2 separate regions of the Acanthopagrus latus genome follow, and region 2 is linked to region 1. A link is a contact called in public Hi-C data. All regions are on one chromosome and are shown on one strand. Each heading gives the region's core, a stretch centred on a gene start, on an enhancer-like site or on the middle of the called end of the contact. The rest is flanking DNA. Distances are from core to core; before and after follow the strand shown. Region 1 holds the start of commd10 (COMM domain-containing protein 10). Region 2 holds the start of LOC119019151 (dmX-like protein 1).

Region 1 (4,536 bases), core at 810-3,309:
AAATTAGTGAATGGTCTAGTACAGTGTGTCCTCACAGTTGATTCATAATTGGCTCTGGTTGTGGTGTAAATCATTATAGAACCAAATAATGCATGTGCATATGAAGCTATGAAGGCATCTGAATGTACATTTTGCACATGTTGTCTGTCCGAGTAGCTGTCAGTGCTTTTGCATTTTGTCAGCAGTTGTTTGTCTCTGTTTAGCACTGTGCGTGTGTATGTGTGTCCAATGTTCACAGTTCAGTGTGTGTGTGTGTGTGTGTGTGTGTGTGTTTGTCGTGTACAGCATGATTTTTGATTTACTGATTTGTATCTTATCATCCCCTCCATGTGTGTTTTGTGTGTGTATGTGTGTGCAGGCCGGTATTGCAGGAGCACCTGCTCGTGCCGTATCAGCTGTAAAGAACATGAACCTCCCGGAAATGCCCAGAAACATCAACATTGGTGACATCAGCATAAAAGTGCCAAATTTACCCTCCTTCAAATAGTGGCAGCGAGATCCTGAGCCTGCAGATGTCAGCCAATGTTTACCGTGATGCAATCTGTTTACCAAAACCTCAAATTACTAACTTTTATCAAAACTATACATCTTGAAGGTACTGTGTGATTTGACACTCCTTGTTCTGGCTGTTATGTCTTTGTTTTTCCTATTAAAAAAAGAGTGTTTTATGTGTTTTTTTTTTTTTTTTTTAATCTGTTGGAAGGAAAAATTTAAGTATTTATTTATCAGTGGTACATTCCTTCTGCCTCGCTGGGGGTTGGCCCTTGACGTTTAGCTGCTACAGTACTGATCTGTGTCAGTTTGTAACTGAAATTATTTCACTGACAAGTGTTTACTTTAAAGAGAAAGTGTGGTGGGTGGTGACATTTCGGGAAAGACTTCAACTAGTGGAGGAAAGAGCATGAAACCATTTCAAATACCAAATTGGAACAGGTCTGCTACAGTATTGGAAGTCATACATTACAGCTCGCTGGTAAAATCAGTCAACAATATTATTATATTGCAGATATGCTGTGTGATAGAAATATGAATATATGCTGAAATGATTTTTTTTCTTTTCTTATTTGTATGCAAAATATTTTTAAATGATTTATCATGTCTTATCAAATATTTCTCTTAATTTTAATCTGTGCATGAACTTTTTTCTCTTCTTTTTCAACATAATAAACTGTCGAAATTCAACCGTTCTGTTTGTCGTTTTTCCTTATTATTGTTGTTTGATATTATCAATATGTGTCTTAGACAGTACATTAAACAAATAGTCTTAGATACACCATATCATTATTTTGTCCTTGGAGATGTTTCACTTACGAGATCTTGTTAAAAAATTCAGTATGTGGCAGGCTCTCACTTAAGGTATGGGTAATGTAGTGAAATAAAAGAGCTAATAGGTGTAACTGATGACTGTATTAATGTTGAATAAAAATGCTAATGCTTTACAGTCAAATTTTTGGTAGTGAAAAGTCTTTGCCTGTTTTGATTATTTGACCACTTATTCCAAGTAAGAAACGTCTGCAGATGATCTGGTTAACATGGTTCACTTAACACCAGGGCTGTCACAACATGCCAGATGATAACCGTGATATTTAAAAAAAAAGAAAAAAAAGAAGTAATATTGAGATCATGTTAATAGTCCTGTGCAGATGTTATGCCTCTCTGGATTTCTTCTTTATCAGTTCAGTTCAGTTTTTTTTGTGCACTTGCAGTTTTGACCATTATGCAATAAAATATAATGGCACATTGTTTAATATTTTACTTATTTATTCATATTTATTTCATTTATTAATAATGAACACTTGGTTGCAGACGTGGTTTATCCTTCACAAACTCTGATCAGTAATTGATGACTTATAAGAAACCAGCCAACATTTCTGACTCCATTATTATCAAAATGAGTGAAGCAGCAGTAGTCTTACGCTTTTCCCTGCGCATTTGTCGCCGGCTCTGTGTGTCCATTACATATTCCGTACTTACTCTTGTAGTAGACGCTTCAGTTGTGCGCAGCTTTTACGCAAACACCGCGCCACCGGATTCAGCTGTGTGGTCACAGTTACTGTGAAATCGGTTGACATATTATTCTTTACACTGTTGTGTTAGAGTATAAAGTGACACTTAAAGTTATTTTTTGTGTGTAATTCGTTCTTCACTGCGCATGCTCGCCGCAGCTTTGACTGTCACATGTGCCGCTGTCTGTCTCGTGACAACAGGAAGGAGGAATAACAACAGTGAGAGGATGCTGCTGCTGCTTTGACACTTCGACACAGCTCTTAATTTTTCATTCATAGAAAAAAACAGCAGACAACAATGACTTCACTTATCAAAGAAACACAAAGGTGGGCAGCTTCTTTCTTTAATACCGAGACAAATAGTCTTTCCCGTAACTAACGTCAAGCTAAGTTACCTGTAGCCTAACGCAGCTTCATGAAAGTTGTCGATATTTTGATGAGGTGCATTGATAAATACGAGCTAACACACAGAACTAGCTTGAGGAAGATTTGTGTTTCTGATGCCATCGTTAAACTGCGTTATTATCAGATTTTGTCGCTCTTTTTCGGGGGGGAAATTAGCCCTCTGTAGCTTCCTTCTTCCACTTTCATCTAACAAACCTGTACGTTAAATTGTAACGTTACATGAGGACTCATTGTGTTGTGGTGGAGTGAAGCAGCTACATGCTTGTGAGATATTGACAGTTCACTGTTGTCTTCTAGACTCAGTACAATATCAATACTGCGCTACATTTGAGAGGAGTTAATCGTTGGTTTCTGTTAACAATCAACAATATGCTGTACACATAATATATTAGTTGATTGTTTATTGTTAAGTTGCAACTGATGTTGATGTATTAGTGTTTGTTGTTGTTGTTTCTAATTATTACTAGTTTTACTATAGAACTGATGCATTATTTTAGTGTCAAACGAGGTAGCAGAACAAACTACCATAAATGCCATAGTACTTTGTATTAAAATGTACAAATGCAATAGTTAACAATCACAAACTGAGGCTTAAAGTCACAATTCTTCTGAATTGGTAATAGTTGTGTCAGACATGTGACTAAAATAATTTGGGTCCAAGTCCCTGGCAAGTCTTAAGTCATTTTTTTATCAGGCAAATCAAGTCAAGTCGATTATTCAATTAAGGCAAGTCAAGTCTCAATTCAAGTCACTTATCACTCCTGAAGATACTGGAGTCTTACCTACCCAGATTATAGTGCCATGAAAATCTGATATAACATGAAAATATAACTGTAATATAAGATGCACAGACTGGGCCTAAAAGCACCATTCTTCATAACTGGTCATTATAAATAAGCAGTGCTTAGGTTTTTGTAAAAATTGATTTTGAAAGTTCTCTATCGATTGTTATTATGAAGTTTGGTTACTTTGGCTGAGTGTGTGTGTGACAGTATGTCTACACACAACCTCATTTCAGGCTGCCATTCAGTCTTCACACAGATGGTCTTATTTATTCTGTGGAAACCTCCTGTCTGCTGATGCTGAATGTTGTCACTGGGATATGTTTGAATCTGTCTTTGCTGTCATATATACATTGCAGTTACCTTTGAAATTCACTGACAGCTAGAGTGAAATGCCTTTCATCTTCATCTAGGACATGATGCTTGGTCCGTAAAGTCTTATTCTGTTTGTTAACTGAAAGATCTGAGTACTTTCCACACCGCTGTCATCAACGTTCATGACTCTTCTTTCCAAACAGCATAAAAGAAGCGGTGACTTTCATCAACGCAATTGATGCGAACAAATTCTCCAGGCTGATCTCCCGCATCATCCAGAAGCTTCATTTGAAGGTACAGACACTGCACAGTGCTATCTGTGACAAAGACAAGAGGCTTCTGAGGCTTTTGCAGAAAAGCTGCAGCGCCAGAGAGAGCAGTGCATGCATGATGACTTATCAGTGCATCAGTCAGACTTGCTCTAATGAATGTGCACTCATGCCTGGCCCTGTTGACCATTCAGGTTTTTTTTATTAGATTTAGCTGGCTGACAAAAAATGTCAGCCATTCATTCCATGAACAATTAGTCTGGTTGATTAGATTTTTTTGACTTGCTGAATGACATTAATTTTGTTCAATCATAATATGTAATTCAAAAGACATTGTGATGATAGTGATAATGATAATGATGTAAAGAGCAGATCGTATCATATGACATTTAGAGTGACTGTTGCATGACTGCTGACTGATATGGCTTCCTCATTGATGAAATGGTGCCACTGTTACGTTTTCACCTGTGACCGTTTGTTGCTTGGCTGGTTTGTCAGCTGGGTCGCACAAAAACTCAAGAATAGATTTTCACCAAACTTGGATTGAGGATGCGTTGTTGCCCAGAATAGACCCCATTACCTTGTGGGGTGCATCCTGGTAAAGGGATGGATCCAGGAACAGTGCAAGGGCTTTTTTTTTGTAGATTTACTCTCAGGGAAAATGCATAGATAGTGATGACAAAAAACAGATTTATGATTTTTGATTAGGCTTGATTAAGTTAAAGGAGACTGTAGGGCCTATACGGAGGTATGCTCTCT
Region 2 (4,536 bases), core at 810-3,309, 250 kb after region 1:
TTTTCTTCTTCTTCTTTCTCTTTAGTGTCTTAAGAAGCTGCTGCTGGCAGAGAACTACACACGCAAAAACTCAGAGAATTCAATATCACACTGAACAGCAATATCCCTCAAACACTGCGGAGTTTGCCTATGAAAGTATTCTCTTTACTTCAGACGACGTTGCTCAAAGTCAAACCCAGCGATGGAAAACTGAGATTGGAAAGCAAAATAAGGTGACATTGTTTTGCTAAGGTGTGTGTGCGTGCCTATTTGTGCATGCACACAAATGTTATTTTTATGTTTTTTTCTTTGCATCTAATGCACGTAAATGTAACCTTCAGCGATTCGATGGTCATGAGTGTGTGTGTGTGTGTGTGTGTGTGTGTCAAAACTGACAGGCCATGTAATATTTAGCAGAGTTATACTATGGAGCTACATCTTTAATAATGCTGTGACCTACTTCCTGACTGGGGAGTCAACAGTTTCATCATCACCACTCTGCAACTGCCACGACAATAAATGTCGCCAACCTCCCCTAATGTTACTGACATGTCAGCCATTTTAATTATTCATGGGCAGTGTCTGTCCCATTTAACTCCACATGCATAAATTGACTTTGAAGGCTCCAAAAAACCCCCATCGCCATTCACTCGCCCATTCAACAGTGCTTAGTCCAGAGTGTGCAGGTAGAAATCAAGATGCGAGCTGCTGGCTTCACATGATATTGAGGATATATGAGATTAGGTATGACGTTGTGTTAGAAGTGTCAGTGTTATGTTGTGTTATTCTGTGTTCCTTAAATGTCATGTTGCAATGAATGAGTCTGAATGTTATTATTGGCCAAAATGCTGATATTGCGAAATGTTTACACAAGCTTAAATATATGTTGAATAGAGGAAGTGTGCTCCGGAATAAGAAATAATATTACATCAGATCAGAAGTGCAGCAGTGATGATCCAGCTCATCCATTTGCACCGGTCAAAGGAAACTGGAATCTGGTGTATTGAGCAAGAGTGACACCCTGTGGTTATTTAGGCTTAATGTGGGGTCTTTAAAGAACAGGTCATTTGAAGATACACTCAAATTAAACGTCACACCGATTGACTAGACGTTGTGGAGTAAAACTTGACACCATTAGAAAAGTTGAAAAGACAGATTCAGTGACCTCAGTTCAGCAATGACTTATATTTCTGGGAATTAAGACTGACACAGAAACACGTAAGGCGAACCTGTTGACACAATGTACACATGAGAAATTCACACACAGAAATCGCCCCAATCCATGAATATGGAGGCCAATAAGAAAATTAACATGTAAACTTGAAAATTAAGATGTAAATTTCCAATTGCATTGCAATTTTCCCACATTTGTATGTGTTTTATGAGTGAAAATTCAAATTAAGAAACACTATTTCAATTTGCGTCAGCATTTTCACATAGTGGCACGGGCGCAATGCAAAAAGCTGTTTGACAATTAATCTTAATCAGAACATTGTCCACCACAGAGCAGCCTCTGAGTCTATGTGAATAAAATGTAAAACAGCTTTTCCACAGTCATTTTAACATAACCATACAAGAATGGGAAAATGCTCATGTATAATTTATGAATTGCATCACTTTTATTTTCACTCAGATAACACATACATATGTACACAACTATAATTCTACTGTGGAATTACATTTCATAATACAAGTTTACGTCATTATTTTAATAAAGTCCTCTATAGACTTCCGTATAGAAATCGGTAAAACACAACTGTCTGCATTTTAGCAGATAGTCAGGCTTATTCTTGCAGTGTGTTATGCATGAATGCAGCTTTGGGAACGGTATTTAGTGTACAGTGTTTTGTTATGACTATTGGACATGGTACACCTGACCGTAGATAGCCAAGTCAGTCCATGCATCTCCACAGATCTGACTATACTAAGCTCACAGATGCTGGCACATCATTTTGACTCCTGTGCACAGGTTGAATGACGACTACGTCTGTATGTGGGCAGGGCAGGTCGCACAAAACTGTCCTGCCGCCCTGCTGTCAAAACGCAACTACAAGGACCACAATGCATTGCAGCGAAACAGTCACTATCATGACACATCTTCAACATAAGGAAAAGCTTCCTCCTTGGAAGCGTTTTATTTGCTAACCTTGGGGAGAGGTTGGCTCCTTCTTATGGTTAGCATTTTGAGAAGTGATTAAAAGGCTCCTGATATTGGCAAGCTGACACTGTCGGGCGCTGAATGTGTGACACAAGTGATCTAACAGCTAGCTTTCTGGCTCAGGCGCTCGCTAAAAGACAGCTTCCCAAGCTAGTAGGCGCTAACGCTAGCTAACTGTGGAGACCGTATCCGTAATATTTAACGTCGGAGAGCTACATTCATCAAAGACAGCCATTGAAAGCAGTGACCGGTGTCCGTTTTTCACCACAAAGTAAGTAGCTAATGACTTTCTCTGACGCTTGGATGTGTTACGTTGCTTGTTGTGTAAACTGCAGACGGCTAGCTAAACTTGACAGCTAAGTTAGCGTCTGATTCGAGGACTGGGAAACGGGCAGCTAATGTATGAAGTGTTTGATCAAAATCTTTTGAGACACGTATTCAGTTACAAGCGGGATTTATCTGAGCGGGGTGACACACTGTTGGTCATATGTGGTGACATTTTCTGCCTTAATGTGCTGGCGTGTGAAGCGATATCACGTGAGGTGCCACAGCACAGGAAACAAAACGGTAACTCACATTTTCTCCAGTCATAAGGCAGTTTAACGCTGCTGCTGCTGCGATTATTCTATGAATGTTTGGGTCAAACTTTGACATTTAAGAGTTTTCAGGCACAACGTTATCCCGTGCCGCAAGTTGTGTACTTTGTGCCTGAGCAAAAATGAGATGTATCTAAATCAGCAGTACTTTTAAACTGGCAATATGGATTTAATTTTTTGTGTGCATTCAGTTTTCTTATATCGACCCTACCTGTGCCTGCAGCAAAGGTTAGTGTAACTAAACAGGCAAGACAAATTGACACACAAGTGTCACCTAGCAGGTTTTAGTGTTGTAGTGAGGTGTAAGCCCATACTGTGGTGACCCACTTGGCTTACTCACACCTGCTCTGCACTCTTTTTTTTTTTTTTTAATAATGGCCCTTTTATATCCATTGGACTTGATTGACTGCCAGCATACAGAGGTGGAACACTGCCGACACTGTATTCAGGCATTTCTGTTGTTACCCACCCATAACCTGTCCTATCCTTTACTTCAGTATCCTCAGTGGAAGTTGTGATACATTTATTGAACCAGTCGCGCTGCTGTTTACATACAATTTTTAATTTTCCACCATTTTGTGTACATCTCACTCATTGTAAATGCACGTCTGATGCATTCATATCTTACTGATGGCAAACACTTTCACAAATGTTAGGTGAAGTGTCACAGGCTAAATAAAATGACAGCTTAGGTAGTCTGAGGTATCACTGTTTGGTGGAGATACAAGACGCTTCCAAAAAGGCACAGCAAAAACATCAGACAGGTTAGACCACATTGGCTATGTGTCTTTTAAATGTTACAAGTGCGTCAGAAAATGGCCACAGGAATTATCTCCTATGCTAGAACAAACATTAAAGGCACACAATCCAGTACCTGTCAGTCGTGAACACACCAGGTGCAGTAAGCGATTCTGTAGAAAGATAGATAATTGTTGCGTCTTAGTCCAAGGTCATCAAATATAGATGCTTTGGGTTGGTAAGCCACCAGCCAATACATTTTTTTTAAATTTGATTTTATTTTTGCATTTTTTGTTTTAGCCTCAACTCAGGACAGCTAGGAGAGTCAGACAGGAAAAGGGGGTCAAGGGAGTGAAAGAGAGGGAAAGATGTGCAGCAGTGGGCCACGTTTTGGCATCAAATCTGAGCCAGACATGGCGTACGTATTGTGAGCTATCGCAGCACCCCAGATACTCGGTAATTGACGACCTGGTATTTTGGTGACCTGGGACTGAGACTCAACAGTCAACTATCTTTCTCCAGAATCGCTGACACCTGCAAACCTCTTCAACAGATCAAAAATAATGAGCACAAGTGAAAATGCAGGCAGAGGGCAGACACTGCAACGCGGTCATATGTCAAGATTGAGAGAAATTATTTTTGTATCAGTCTAAACATTGTTTTTTTTTTTAGGTCGTAATACACTTTTAACTCACGACTTGACTAGATTTCTCTCACTATGACAGTCATACACTTGTCTCCATATTAATAGACTGTTTCACTTCTGCATTGGTGACAATAATTTCCCCCCTTTTAGCTGCACAGAGCACAGAAGCTGATGCACTACTGCTCGAAAGTCTTGTCCTCCAGAGATAATGTGACACTGGACTTTCATGACATCAGCTAATACAGCATCACCTTGATTGTCTTATTTCCCATTTGTTCAATGCCCCCTGAAAGCTCTCTTCCCATATTACACCTGTGTTTTCTACCCATCCTAGTACACATTGCAGTTCCTTTGCTTGCTAATTAGTTTGTAAATAAGCTTATTGCATTTATTTTGCACTAAAGAGCTCTAGATGATAA

The links. A called contact is a pair of places that touch in the nucleus more often than the background predicts.
Region 2: a contact with region 1 is called in a Hi-C map of muscle, with 7 times the contacts expected there. The contact joins the promoter of LOC119019151 here to the promoter of commd10 in region 1. A contact is called at or near these places in 3 of 4 Hi-C or Micro-C datasets (liver and muscle).

Annotation. Positions count from the first base shown.
Region 1 is chr5:21,968,087-21,972,622 of fAcaLat1.1, forward strand. It overlaps commd10 (COMM domain-containing protein 10), which reads left to right and starts at 2,060. Exons shown (of 8, transcript XR_005074889.1): 1 at 2,060-2,333; 2 at 3,712-3,802. It overlaps ap3s1 (AP-3 complex subunit sigma-1), which reads left to right. Exons shown (of 6, transcript XM_037099307.1): 6 at 359-1,182. The coding sequence ends at 487.
Region 2 is chr5:22,219,844-22,224,379 of fAcaLat1.1, forward strand. LOC119019151 (dmX-like protein 1) reads left to right here and starts at 2,060. Exons shown (of 50, transcript XM_037097476.1): 1 at 2,060-2,408. LOC119019153 (a long non-coding RNA gene) reads right to left here and starts at 2,804. Exons shown (of 4, transcript XR_005074948.1): 1 at 2,714-2,804.